Linked DNA regions of Sus scrofa: regions 1 and 3 are each linked to region 2. Evidence: chromatin contacts called from public Hi-C data. All regions are on one chromosome and are shown on one strand. The core of a region is the stretch at or near the end of the contact, and the rest is flanking DNA. Distances in the headings are between cores, read along the strand shown.

Evidence for each region. Hi-C and Micro-C count contacts between places; a contact is called where the count stands out from the background.
Region 1: a contact with region 2 is called in a Hi-C map of liver, with 3 times the contacts expected there. The contact joins two enhancer-like sites. A contact is called at or near these places in 1 of 47 Hi-C or Micro-C datasets (liver) and 1 of 2 datasets of contacts at active chromatin or transcription factors (skeletal muscle).
Region 3: a contact with region 2 is called in a Hi-C map of liver, with 7 times the contacts expected there. The contact joins two enhancer-like sites. A contact is called at or near these places in 1 of 47 Hi-C or Micro-C datasets (liver) and 1 of 2 datasets of contacts at active chromatin or transcription factors (skeletal muscle).

Annotation. Positions count from the first base shown.
Region 1 is chr15:136,754,477-136,759,032 of Sscrofa11.1, reverse strand. No RefSeq gene overlaps it. Among named protein-coding and RNA genes, the nearest start is that of COPS8, 71 kb to the left of the region's middle. Within about 2 kb of position 2,487, at least 7 of the 83 cell types and tissues checked have an H3K27ac peak or open chromatin away from gene starts, as enhancers often do. A contact at or near this core is called in liver, where this site is marked.
Region 2 is chr15:136,533,433-136,537,885 of Sscrofa11.1, reverse strand. No RefSeq gene overlaps it. Among named protein-coding and RNA genes, the nearest start is that of ACKR3, 170 kb to the right of the region's middle. Within about 2 kb of position 1,710, at least 16 of the 83 cell types and tissues checked have an H3K27ac peak or open chromatin away from gene starts, as enhancers often do. A contact at or near this core is called in liver, where this site is marked.
Region 3 is chr15:136,707,338-136,711,640 of Sscrofa11.1, reverse strand. No RefSeq gene overlaps it. Among named protein-coding and RNA genes, the nearest start is that of COPS8, 120 kb to the left of the region's middle. Within about 2 kb of position 2,745, at least 12 of the 83 cell types and tissues checked have an H3K27ac peak or open chromatin away from gene starts, as enhancers often do. A contact at or near this core is called in liver, where this site is marked.

The DNA of each region.
Region 1 (4,556 bases), core at 1,238-3,737, 220 kb before region 2:
GAGGCTGTGGTGTAGGCTGCAGATGCAGCTTGGATCTGGTGTGGCTGTGGCTGTGGTGTAGGTCAGTAGCTGTAGCTCCAGTTTGACCCCTGGCCTTTAGGGCCACATCCATATGCCATGGGTGTGGCCCTAAAAAGCAAAAAAAAAAAAAAAAGACCCTAAATGCTATTTACTTATCCCTATGTTCAGAGCCTTTCTGTTTGATTCACCGCATTGAAGTGTTCATTCTATAAATGGTATGTTCCATCAAAACTTGCAGTAAAGTGTTCCATTTTGCTCTACAGGAACATGAACTTAGGTGGAGATGCCTGGGCAGCGGCCACAGCCTCCGGGGCTGCTGGGAACCAGGAATCCTGTCCCATCTGACCGATGACGTGAAGGAGAGTGTGATAAAGCCGAAGACTTAAGGATTTCACAGGGTTCCCACTCCTTACTTTTAACTGTGCTATAAAAATTCATTTCCTGACTGGAACTTGGCTCCAAAGGTTGAAGCTGGGAAGGCAAACGTCACGCTGAGCCAAATTTCCCCCCAAGTGGAAAATAACATTCTATTTGATGTTGCAGAGTGGTCTCTGACCGCAAGAGAGGGTGAGAAGAAAGAAAACTCTTTCAAGTAAATGAAAGTAAGACTTCAGTTTTCACTTGGAATTCCTAGAGCCCTCTTTTGATGTTTAAAAATTGCCTGCCAAGATCGCATGGTTTATTTGCAGGTAACGGACATCTTCCTTCTGGCTTGGACGTTTAAGAGCGTCTAGCCCTGACAGACAGACTCTATAAAAGAACCCCAGTATGGGAGTGTAGATTATTTTATAAAATATGGGGACCCCACTATTTTCTTACTTAGAGTGGTTGTGCTATCTGGCAATATCCCGTCCGCCCTGAACTCCCTTCTCTCCTCCGCATCATACACCTCTCCCCCGGGGAGCAAAGTGACGCTGGGTGTAGCTTCCTGTTCTCTGCTCTGGTGGTTCAGGGGTGGAGGTGAATTCTGACCGCCATGATTCTGTGCCCACGTAATTGGTTCCTTTTATATTCTGTTATACCTTTGCCCTGAGTTTCTACCTGGTCTTTTCACAGTTGTGCTTAAATACCGCGTACTATTCCATCAAATTCAAGTGTCCAAATTTACTTCTCTATGTCTCTGTTATTTTATATTGAAGGTTTTTCTTCCTAACAGATGTTATGTCAGTAATTACCTTCTTAAATTAAGTTTCTATCTTCTCTTTAACCATTTCCTTTAACATTCCTTCCAGATAAATTTCCGTCGTGGGAAGAAATTAGGTTAAAAAAATGTATTTGCCATACTATAGTCATCCACAAGGGGTTTGGATTAATTTACAAATGAATACAATTAACTGCGCTTTACACACACATGTGTGTATTAGTTTAATCTCAATGTCACCAGCAACAGATGTTATTATTCACCCTATTTTTCTAATTTAAGTTTAAAGCTGTACTTCGCAGTTGCTTTTATATTTCTTTCTTTCTCAAGTGTTGGTTTCTTATTTTTACTTTCTTTTATGAGCATATATTTTTGTACTTGGCCTTGACGCATTTCTTTTGAGGGTCTTTAAATCCTTCCAAATATTTATGAGTATATTCAAAGGACATTATCACTATTATCTTATTTGTTGACATAATTCATGCAAATGTTTTATCTAATGTTTCGCTATACATTTTTCTCTAGTCCTTTTATGTTAAGCAATATAGTAAAAATTGAAAAATTGAATTGTTCATCAGCTTACTTCTTGCCTCCTTTAAAGTGGAAAAAAGTATGTTATTTATCATTTCTTCAAAAGGGGGGTGTTTTCTGCTGATTTTTCTTTATGGATATGCGTGTAATGATCAAACAACCTTCTTTACTCAAGGATTATGGTGTAAAGATAGCTATAAATTAGTTTTTCTCCAAATTGCTACCAGATTATCCCAGTGCTTGCTTGCTTGCTTGCTTTTGCTTTTTAGGGCTGCACCTGCAGCATATGGAAGTTTCCGGGCTAAGGGTTCAATCAGAGCTACCACTGCCAGCCTACACAACAGCCACAGCAACATAGGATCCGATCCACATCTGTAATCTACACCACAGCTCTCGGAATGCCGGTTCCTCAAGCCACTGAGTGAGGCCAGGGATCGAACCTGTGTCCTCATGGATATGAGTTGGGTTTGTTACTGCTGAGCCACAGTGGGAACTCCCCCAGTGCTGTTTAAATGGCAGTTCAGCCCAACCCATTTGTTCTCAGAGGATTATACAACGATATATTATCCTGGGCCAGGGCTGCTAAGCATAGTCTACCTATCCATCTTGCTTCTCTTTCCTAACAATTCCACTTGGCTTCTATTACCGTTCCAAGAGTTAATACTTTGTTATCTAAAAAGGCGAGGCTTCGATTCATTTCCTCTACTTAAGAAATTCACACAGGGAAGGCTCCAGGTTCTGTGAAACAGGAAGCTTACGCAATTTGGGGACCATCTCAAGAAAAACAAGACAAAATGATCAGCTCACAATGTGCAAGCTCCCTTTGTGAAGGCCCAGAGAAAAGGAGGAGCCCTGAGTGTTTGTCCTCCTTAGCTTCGTGGGAAGCCCCCACCCCCGCCTACGTTACTCTGCTGAATGAGTTTATCGTCACGCAGCTTAGTTACAGGAAAAAGGCAGGAATGACATATACGCACTACGCTGCTGAGTATCACATGGATAATTAACAAGGACTTACTGTAGAGCTCAGGGAAACGTACTCAACAGTCAGTAATAACCTACACGGGAAAAAGAATGGGAGTTCCTGCTGTGGCTCAGCGGGTTGAGAACACCACATGATGTCTGTAGGGACGCGGGTTTGATCCTTGGCCTCGCTCAGTGACTTAAGGATCCAGTGTTGCCACAAGCTGCGGTGTAGGTCCAAGATGTGGCTCAGATCTGGTGTTACTGTGACTGTGGCAAAAGCCTCAGCTGCGGCTCCAATCTGTATTTCGACTCCTAACCTGGGACCTTCCATGTGTTGGAGGAGCAGTCCTAAAAAAAAAAAAAAAAAATGGATAAATGCATAACCGATTCACTTTGCTGAGCACCTGAAACTATACAACATTGTAAGTCAGCCATACACCAATAAAATTTTTTAAAAGGACTCTGTATATACTTTAAATGGATTGGAATCATATTATGTCTGTAAAATAGAGCACAATATTTCTCCACTAAATTTTTCTTCTTTTTTTCAACCACAAAATAAGGCCTTCTAGTTTTGCTCATTCATCTGGTAACAATTTACAGAGTGTCTCTTTGGTAATTTTGCAGGGTAGTTTTTTATGATGGTGTCACGTGTACACAATTGGACTTCTTATCGTTTCAAATCCTTGAGTCTTCTGTGAATAGGATCTTGAATTCCAAAACGGATGTATTTGTTTGTTTTCTATGTTTTCATGACTAATGACTTTGGTACTTTCTCTCCGCTGTATATTTCTCTTATATCTGATTCCTTGCAAAGGTCTTTGTATTAATCTTTAGATTTTCAATAACTTTTTTTTTTAAGACATTTTTAGGAGCAGAGTTAGATCTTCTTCAATTAATCAGATTTAAAGAATCAAAGTTGAAATGTGGCTGTTCCCTGCTCAAAACTCCCCACAGTTCCTCGGGGTGTGCCCGGCAGCCTGGTTGCCGAGGCTTGAGGAGAGTCCCTTCTGAAATCGCTGGGTGGACGGCACACGCCACTCTGGGACTGTCATCAGCTTCTGAAGCCAGTCCAGCCCAGACCACTGTCCCGCCTGCTCGAGCGCCCTGGGCAGCTCATTTACTATCTGGCGCATCCACCTTCAGATGTCATGAGAATCTCAAGACGTGGTTATCATAGAGCTGAAAGTTTAGTGTGAGCCTTTCATGATCTCATTTAATCCTCATTCCATCTTGCAGGACTTGCAACCGTTGGTACCCATATTTGACCACTCAGGAAATAGAACTTCAGAGAGACTAAATAAATTAACCGCCTCCGTGGTACGTGATAGGAACTAAGTCTGAATCTCAGTAGCCCCCAAGGATGGGCAACATCCTACACTCCCTCCTGAAGTCCCCCGTGTGGGCTCTTCTGCGCAGCCCGTGGGAGGGGGCCAGTTCTTTTGGGTTCGGAGTTCACAGGAGTGAGATGGATATATTGGACTTGCAGAGTCTGGTGACAGCATTTCTTAAGATCACCCAGGCAACCCTAAATCTCTGGCGGTTCCTCCTCCCCAATGGGTCAACAATAGACATTTTGTTTTCCAAAGAGGTTTATCAGCTTTCCACTGGAGCAGAGCCTGCTTTGCTGTCCTGATGCGCTGAATGCCATGTCCCTCCAAGGTCAGGGTTCACAAGAGCGCTACTACTGGGTCTGGGCTGGATCGTTTTGTGCTGGGCGGAGGGGGGTCTGCACACTCTAGGATGCTCAACAGCATCCCTGGCCTCCACATCCTAGTTGCCAGCAGCCCCCTGCCCCTCAGCAGCATCAACCAAAAATGTCTCCATGTCCTGCCAGGCGTGCTCAGGGGCAGAGTTGCTCCTGGTGGAGCACACTGAGTTAGAGCACACTGCCAATCCA
Region 2 (4,453 bases), core at 461-2,960:
ATACTATGTCAGGTCCCACTGAGCCACAAGGGGAAATCCCTGTGCTTGTTTTTTTAAGTCACATTTCTATTCTAGAAGAAGAGGGGTGCATTTCTAAAATCTAACGCTCATACGGGCAGCCCCCAGTGGCCAGGAGTCACTGTGCTAACCCCTCAAATCTCTATGAAATCGCGCGACAATGTAGGCACGCAGATCTATTTTCCAGAGCTATTTCTTAGGACTCTTCATGAAGTTTTTAAAGCTGTCTTAGAGACAAAGAAGAGGGAAAGGCACAAGGACCCAATAGAAACGGAGATGTGCACTAATAAAATTCTTTGAGTCATGTCCAACCTTTGACGGTGTGATCCGGTGTCCTAAAAATGATACTTAAGAATAATCTTGTAACAACAAACATTTACACTCTGAATGGAAGCATATGTTGGTTTACCCCTTTGCTGATAGTATCTATGAATTCTATAAATCATTGACATTCTTCTAGCTCTTCTGTTGTACTAGGACCACCCAGCTTGATGAAGACAAGGTTTTAGCTGGAGGAAAAATAACAATGGTGGTTGGAGGCTAAATTCCATTCCAGAGGTTCAGGGCTAAGGAGCGTCTTCCCGGAGAAGGTGGGTAGCTGAGGGTGGGGAAGGGAGAAGTCTTGGACAGCGGAAAGCCTTGTGCCTACAGGGACCCTTGGTCAATGACACTGAGTGGCCTCCCCACCCCCCACCCCCTGCCCCCACCGGGCTTGTGTGAAGGCTCCATTCAGCCCTGTTCTTCAAGGCAATTGGCCAAAGTTCAGTGCCAAGTAGGAATCCGGGGCAAACACCAAAGGAATATATTTTAAGCAAATAACTTTAGAAAAACTCCGAAAGCGGTATCATTCTCTGCTCCCCACTACAGCCCTTCGTTTTTTCCAAATGAAGGGATTTCCCCATTTTTGCGTCTTTGACCATGTCGTGTTTTGTTCTACTATTTCTGGCCCAGAACTGAGAATCTCCCGGCCTCATTAAATCACTGGTAAACACACGCGGCCCCTCTCCTTTGTCTCCCGGCCAAGGGGTCTGTTCTGAGGCCCTGTGTGCTGACTCCAGCATCTTGGCGTGGTGATTCTCTCCCAGAGACCCGTGGATGGTCAGCAACTTCCTATTTGTGGTCCAAATGAAGCGCTTGAGAAATGTCTGTAGCTAATGAAATGCAGCTGACAGGCAGAGAGCGTGTGTGCCTGGGAGGTACCGGTGATTTTTCTCAGAGCAATTTTCATCTGGAACAGCGTTCGAACTATTTAGGAGTTTTCTGGGACAGTCCGGGAGCAAATCAGGAGTTGAGGAAGTGAAGGTGTTAGAAGTTAGAAATCTGAAACACGCTAAAAACCAAAGGTGCAGAGGGCAGAAAATAATGATAGAATCCTCAGCTTTCAGGGTTATGGCAAGCGCTGCATTTTAAAACCACAGTATGTTAAGAAGGGGCAGGAATGGTGACCCAGCAGAGCGGGTCGGGGTCACAAACTCTGTGAAACCAGGTTTCCGTCTGGTTTCCTCGTAATCTTACCCGTGAACTTGTATCTTAATAGTCTAAGAGAGTTTTGCAAGACTGGGTGTGTGTCCCCCAGCGTCATACGGACGAGGATAAATCTCCTTTTGCTGATGACACAGTTTTATGATCATGAACTAGGAATGACCTTGCAAGATCCAACCACAACCAGGAAGAACTGACTACTCATGCCGAACGACCCCAGACCTGGGGTCACTGTCTTTACAGATGCTCTTCAAGGCCCGATGCTCATCACTCAGTACATCCCTAAACAACTCAGTGTGTCCACTCAGTTATCGCAGGGAGGTCTTGGCATCCTCTCCTGTTCCAGCCACCTGAGAAAGTCTCCAAGGCCTCCTTGGGCCTCCGATGACTGGGAATGGGTGGCACTTTCTCAGGAGACATTCCAGGCCTACGTGATCTCTCAAGTTTCCTTAAAAGACCAGATTTAAACTTCGAACAGTTCCAACAATGAAGTAAAGCTCAGATTTCGCCTGGCCTGGCCCTCCCCAAGTTGAGGAAAGCAGGCTTCGCCTTCTCAATGTTGGAAGGAAGGGCGCCGTCCTGCTCCCCCCGCCCCAGATCCTGGAGTCCCAAGTCCTCAGCCTGCCGGCCACCAGCCACACAGAGTTGTACATCTCAAGCCCCTCTTGGGGACGCCAAACTAGTCCCAGCTACCCGCGAGCTGTCCTGTCCTGGACCAACACGCTACCCTCCTGTCTCTTGTTCTCACATTCTCTCGTTGCATTGTGTTGGAATTTCTTGATTCTGAGATCCAAAGATTAGAAAATCTTTGCATTGAGTTAGAAAATTATAGGCTACGTTCTTGGACCACATAAATCTAACCTCATCCAGAATCCTGTTTGCGGAGTTAACTTTCATACTGTGCTCTGGCCTTTTATCCGGGTTTATTGTACGAGCAAGCATCGTGAGAAAACAGCTCTTGGGTTTCCTGTAAAAGCACTGTTTACGCCTCTTCTCATCATGTTACCCGATGTTATCCCACAGTGGAAGTCCAGGTCAATTTTTATTTTAATAATTTGCAGCCTGAAAACCTTTAGTCAACCTGGAGGAACTGAAATACTTCCCAGCGGCTGCTATGGAAACCATGACATCATCACTCTCATTTTTTCCCTGCTCTCTTCTGGGAAGCACAGAGCTAATTAAATGTTTATTCCAAATGCATTGCCTGTTCTCCTGCACCTGTTTTCTTGCTCCTCGTTTTAGGTTCTCACTCTCTAATTTATGTTGCTGTATTGTTAATTTGGAAGGATATACATCCTATATCAGAGGCCATCTTTTTTGAAAACAGATAATGCATCTTTTAAAAATAAAATTGATTTACACATCATTGTAGTTGATTTACAATGTTGTGTTAGTTTCATGTACACAGCAGTGTTATTCAAACACACACACACACACACACACACACACACACGTATATCTGAAGAAGAATATATAGATATTCTTTTTCAGATTCTTTTCCATTACAGGTTATTATGAGATATTGAGTATAGTTCCCTTTGCTATATAGTAGGTCCTTGCTGGTTATCTATTTTATACACAGCAGTGTGTATATGTTAATACTAAACTCATAATTTATCCCTCTCTGCCTTTCCTCTTTGGTAACCCTAAGTTTTTTTCTATGTTTGTGAGACTATTTCTGTTCTGTAAATAAATTCATTTGTATCATTTTTTTATATTCCGCATGTAAGCGATATCATATGATATTTATCTTGTCTGACTTGCTTCACTCAGTGTTGTAATCTCTAGTTGCATCCATTTTGCTGCAAATGGCATTTCATTCTTTTTTATGGCTGAGTAATATTTCATTGTATATATGTACCACATCTTCTTCATCCATTTTACTAAAGGACTTAGGTACACTTTTTAAAATTTTTATTGAATTTTTATTGATTTACAATGTTGTGATAATTTCTGCTGCAAAACAAAGTGACTCATTTGTACATGTACACACATCCATTCTTTTTTTTTCTTTTTGAAATGAAAGGAGTGTTGGTGATATAATCACATAGAAGGCATTACTTGGTCTTTTTATAGTAATTAAATATAAATTCCAAGAATGTGACACCACAGGCAGGAACCTTCACTGCTTCATGATACAGCACTGAATTACAGAAACACAGCAGATGTGACAGCACCTAACCCACCTTTTTCATTTGTTGAAAGGCAAGGGGAAAGCGATTCACAATCCCTGGGGGGGGTGAATTCCCTCCACCTGGGGCAGAAGGCTTGATGGGGGTCCTCAGGGAGTCAGCCTCCCCAGCTTCGCCCCCTGGCAGAGGCTGTGAGGTTGGTACAGATTTCCGTAACGAGGGCAGGGTCACTTTCAGAAGGAAAGGACAATTCTGCAGGGAAGAGTGAATGCTCTGGAAAGCGAGGTTTTCCTGGTGGGTAAATGAAGAAAATGTGCCTCAGGAGGGGAGTCCTAAGGTGCCCTGTTGGCCACTGGCCACCCTAAGGCCCAGCTTGCCTCCCTCCCCTCACCTGGGGAAGGTCTCCCCCACCTCTACAGGTGTTCACTGAACGGGAGCCTCAAGGGGAGGAAGTAAAGCCTCGGAGAACACCTCCCACAGCAGAGCTGGGCGGTGGGCGAGGGTGGGCGCTAAGGGCTCCAGGCCCTGGGTTTAGGATCCCGGTGCCACTAAATGGATTTGCCATCTTTCTCACCAACCAGTGTGACCTGGACCAAGCCCCCTTTTCTGTCGTTGGTTTCCAAATACCTGCCTCGCCTAAATCCCCCCAAAGGCTTCACCCCTCACTTAGAGTAAAAGCCAAGGTCCCGGAGATCGCCCGCTCCTCTGCCACCACCCAGGCTTTCCCTCTGCCACCACCCAGGCTTTCCCACCGCCACGCTGACATCGCTCTCTCCCTTATACCCAAGGCCCTTGCATTTGCTGTTCCCTCTGCCCAGAAT
Region 3 (4,303 bases), core at 1,496-3,995, 170 kb before region 2:
GGGAACTTCCTGTGGCCCTAAAACAAAGGGGGGGGTGGAGCAGGTGGAGGTGTCAGTGAGGCTTGTTGGTGATGGCGGTGGCCAACGAGGTGATGCCCATGGAGACACATTCCTGCTCCCCAGACCACAGAGTGCTCCAGATGCTTTATCTGAGTCTCCCGGTGTTCTGTGAGGCTCAGAGCTCATCTCTGCGCAGAAGCAGGTGGCAGGGGCTGCAAGGCACTCTCAGGAGTAGAGGGACCAGGGGCCAGGGCTCCGGGCTGTCCTGGATGGGGCCTCGGAAGGATGCTGAGCCGAGCACACCTGCTTCTCAAGGGCCAGGGAGGCCCCTAGCTTACACCTGTAGGTTAATATGGCTTCATTTGTTGCTTTGCCATTCGCTTTGGTGTCTGTCTTTATCACCAGAGCTGAGATCTTGATTCCATGTTGCTTCTATTGGAAATCTCTAAGCTCCTTGAATTGGTGTAGCAGTCAGGTAGCTCTCTCTTTCTCTTAACAATTGTAACTATTTTTTGTTTTATTTGGTTTTAGGGCCACACCTGCAACACACGGACGTTCCCAGCCTAGGATGTTGAATCCGAGCTGCAGCTGCCAGCCTATATCACAGGCATGGCGACACCGGATTCTCAACCCACTCAGTGAGGCCAGGGATCAAACCCTCATCTTCATGGATACTAGTCAGGTTTGTTACCGCTGAGCCACAATGGGAACTCGGCGTCTTCACCACTTTTAAGTGTACAACTCAGCAGCGTTAAGTATGTTCACTTTGTTGTGCAACTGAATTCAGGAATTTTCTCACCTTGCAAAAGGTGAAACTTTGTGCCCAGTACAATTGCTCTTCCCTCCTCCCCACAGCCTCGGGCAACCCCACTCCACTTACATTCTCTGTGACCCTGACTCCTCTAAGGACCTCTTAGAACTGGAATCACACAGTAGTTGTCTTTTGGGAACCAGCTTATTTCAGTTAGCTTAGTGCTCTCAGGGTTCATCCAAGTGGTTGCACGTATCAGAGTGTCAGAAGCTCCTTCCTTTTTTACGGCTGAATAATATTCCATCTCACGGCCAGACCCACATATTCCACTGGGTTTATCCCTCATCCATCGATGGACAGTTGGTGACTTCCACCTCTTGGCTATCATGAATGAAGCTGCCATCGGAGCTTTATTTGCACCCCTAAATCTGAAATCGCAGCCCAACCTTGGAGGCTTGTGGGGAGAAAGAAAACAGTATGGCACTCCTGAACGTGGGGTCTGGCTACGCCTTGACTCTCAGATCCCTGGTGGCCTTGTAGGAGAAAGACCTTGATCTGCCTCAGGGTCATTACATGTGTGCCAGGTCTCTAGGAAATGCTGACCCCACACTCTCTGGGTACAGCCTCCCTGCCCCAGGCCACCACAGACGAGCCATAAGGAGTGTGGTCTGCTTTCACCACGAGGGTTCTTGCATGAGGTTTCTTATGTGGGAGCCTCAGATGGGCCTGTGGCGAGTTTCCTTCTACCAAATTCTCAGTTGCTTCCAGAAATGTGATGGCCCCAGCTGACCCCATCCCTCCATGTGGGTCACAATCTTCTTTTTCAGAAGGCTCCAGAGAGACGTTTCCTGAACTACACCACAGTGGTGGCATCGGGGTTGTCGCACCAGCACACCTGAGCTAGGTGTTTCACCTCTGAGGGATGCTCTGTGTGAAAGAGGGCCCATCTCAGGCTTGATGCCCTGGCATCCCCCAAGGTATGGAGTCTGGCCTGGGAGGCATCTTCATTCATTCATTCATTCAACAAATCTCCAATGCGAGTGTATTACGCATCAATCACTCTACCGGTGTGCTGGGTACAGATATGCATAAGAATTCCTGCCACGGAGGAAATGACCAGGTACCACACTAGACACACACACACACACACACACACACACACACACACACACACACACACACACAGTAGTCAAGCGCAGAGATGGACGTCCTAGGATGGAGTTATGAACAGCATCGTGCCTTGTCCAGCCTTGGCCTTTGGGCTGTAAACTCGGAGGTTAGGGTGAGGCTTGTTACCTGAACCACCAGCTTCATTTAAAGGTGAGAAAACTGAGGCTCAGGGAGATTAGCTGATGTCCATCGGAGGGGGGGGTCATCCCCGGACAGGTAGGCAAACCCGCCCCCCTTAGTCTAGTTCTTTCCTGAGCCAATTTGCCCACATGTGTGCTCCAGGTCAGGGCTGACCTTGGGCTTTGAAGAGATGCTGATCTCCAGTTTCTGAGAGAAGCCCTGCTCTTCCTCCATCAAATTCCTCGCTGAAAACATCCATGGTTTGAGACGCGCCCTTCCTGCTGCCAGCGACTCTTATCTCACATCCTGTGGGACAATGGCTGGTGCGTCGCAGCAAGATTACTAAATGGTCAGCTCCCATAAACAAAATCCATCAGCCTTGCTCCGTCCTGCCATGAAAGGTTAGCACAGGCTGATTCCCGGGAAATGGGGTTATCAGCCTGAGCGCATGACGTTTTTCACAGAGGATCGGATCGTGGCGACGTTCTGAAGTGCCCTGCCCCGCCGGCAGCATGCTTTGTCTTTTCACCGTGTCTGGGTCCTGTCTGAGGCATGCCAAGGGGCACGGGCCTGTCTGCCTGCCCAGCTCCCATTCACCTTTACCCTTAATCACCTTTGAAGACCCACCGTCTTCCGCGTCACCATCACCCCAAATCCATCCCGCGCCATCAGCGTGGGAACGTGGGCCAGACACATTCCATTCTCTCTGACATTTGAACAGCAAGTGGAGTGCCTCAAGGTCAGAACTTAGCTCAGACTTGTTAATCATAGGGGCTTGGCCCCGAGGAGTCTGCCAATTAGTTCTGGCTATCTAGACGCCCCACTGCACTGCTGGCACTTGGCTGTCTTTCTCTTGCGTGACATTCCATTTGTTCTTTTTTTTGGGGGGGGGGCTACCCTGCAGCATGTGGCGTACCCAGGCCAGGGATCAGATCCAGTTGTGACATATGCTGCAGATGGCAGCCATGCCGGTCTTTAATCCACTGTGCCAGGCCAGGGATCGAACCTGCATCCCAGTGCGGCAGATCCCATTGGGCCACAGTGGGAACTCAAACATTCTATTTTTTTCTATGAAACATTATTTTGCTTTAGGTGGCCACCAAAAGCAAATAATGCTTCTATGATTTGCAAACCTAAGTGCAATAATACTTCTGCTATTTGCAACTCCAGAGTGCTGACGGTTGCCGACGTGGGGTAGAGGCTCCATGAGCCAGGAGCAAAGAGGGAAGTTAAAGGGGGAGGGGCCAGAAGGGAAGAAGAACCAGCTCCGAGTCAGCGAGGAGCCACAGAGAGAACAGACTTAGAGCGAATGGGTGAGAAAAACGGTAGTTCAGGGACTGAAGGTATCCAAAACGTGGAAGTGTGTGAATTTGCCCATTCGAAGCCTTGGAGGCCTCGTAGCTGACGATGAGCACAGGTGAGCTGGACTGAGGTGTCTTGGGCTTTGCCTTCTCCAGGACCTGGTTTCCTCTCCTGCACAGGGGTCCATTTGAACCAGATTTTCCAACTGTGAGTTTGCACAAAGTACCAAAATCTAACTGCGGTGCAACTGTGAGGATGAGTTTGGGCTCAGGCGGCATTGACCTCCTAAACCCGCCCAGGATGAGGCAGAGGAGGCAGCCGGTGTCCAGGTCCTGACAGGCTAGCTTTCCCTCTGGGACAGAGTCATGGCTCTTTATAAAGCCCTGTGACATCTAACGAAGGAGTTCCCACCTGCCATGACCAGGCCGTCTCCAACCCTGCCTTCCGGTAATATGTCCAATGTTCTGGGCCCACACCCCCAGCCTTCATTTGCTTTGCACCTGGCCATGTGCCCCATTCCTATCTCTGGGTCAGAAACTGTCCAGGCCCCCAGGGCTCCCTGGGGCCGGTGGACACTCCCATTTCCCTGGCTAATCCCTTCCAGGGAGGGACCCCTGCCCTGACCTTGGACCTGAAGCTCTGCTCCTCCCTGGATGACATGCCTTTCTCTTGGAGGGCAGCCAACAAATGTGAAGAATAGGATTTTCCTACAACCACATCAAGAGCAGCCGGGATTAACGCTGGGGAATCAGTCTGGTCAAACTCTCAGAAGAGTGGGCTTCTCACCCACCTGCCCAGATGTGGCAGGTGTGGGTTGGGACTGGGGTGCACCTTAACCTTGGTGAAAACACGCACACACACAGACACACGTGCATACACGCAGGCACCCAGACACACGCGCCCAAGACACATGTATACACAGGCACAGATGCACTTGCTCAGCAGGAAGGGGCTCCTTCT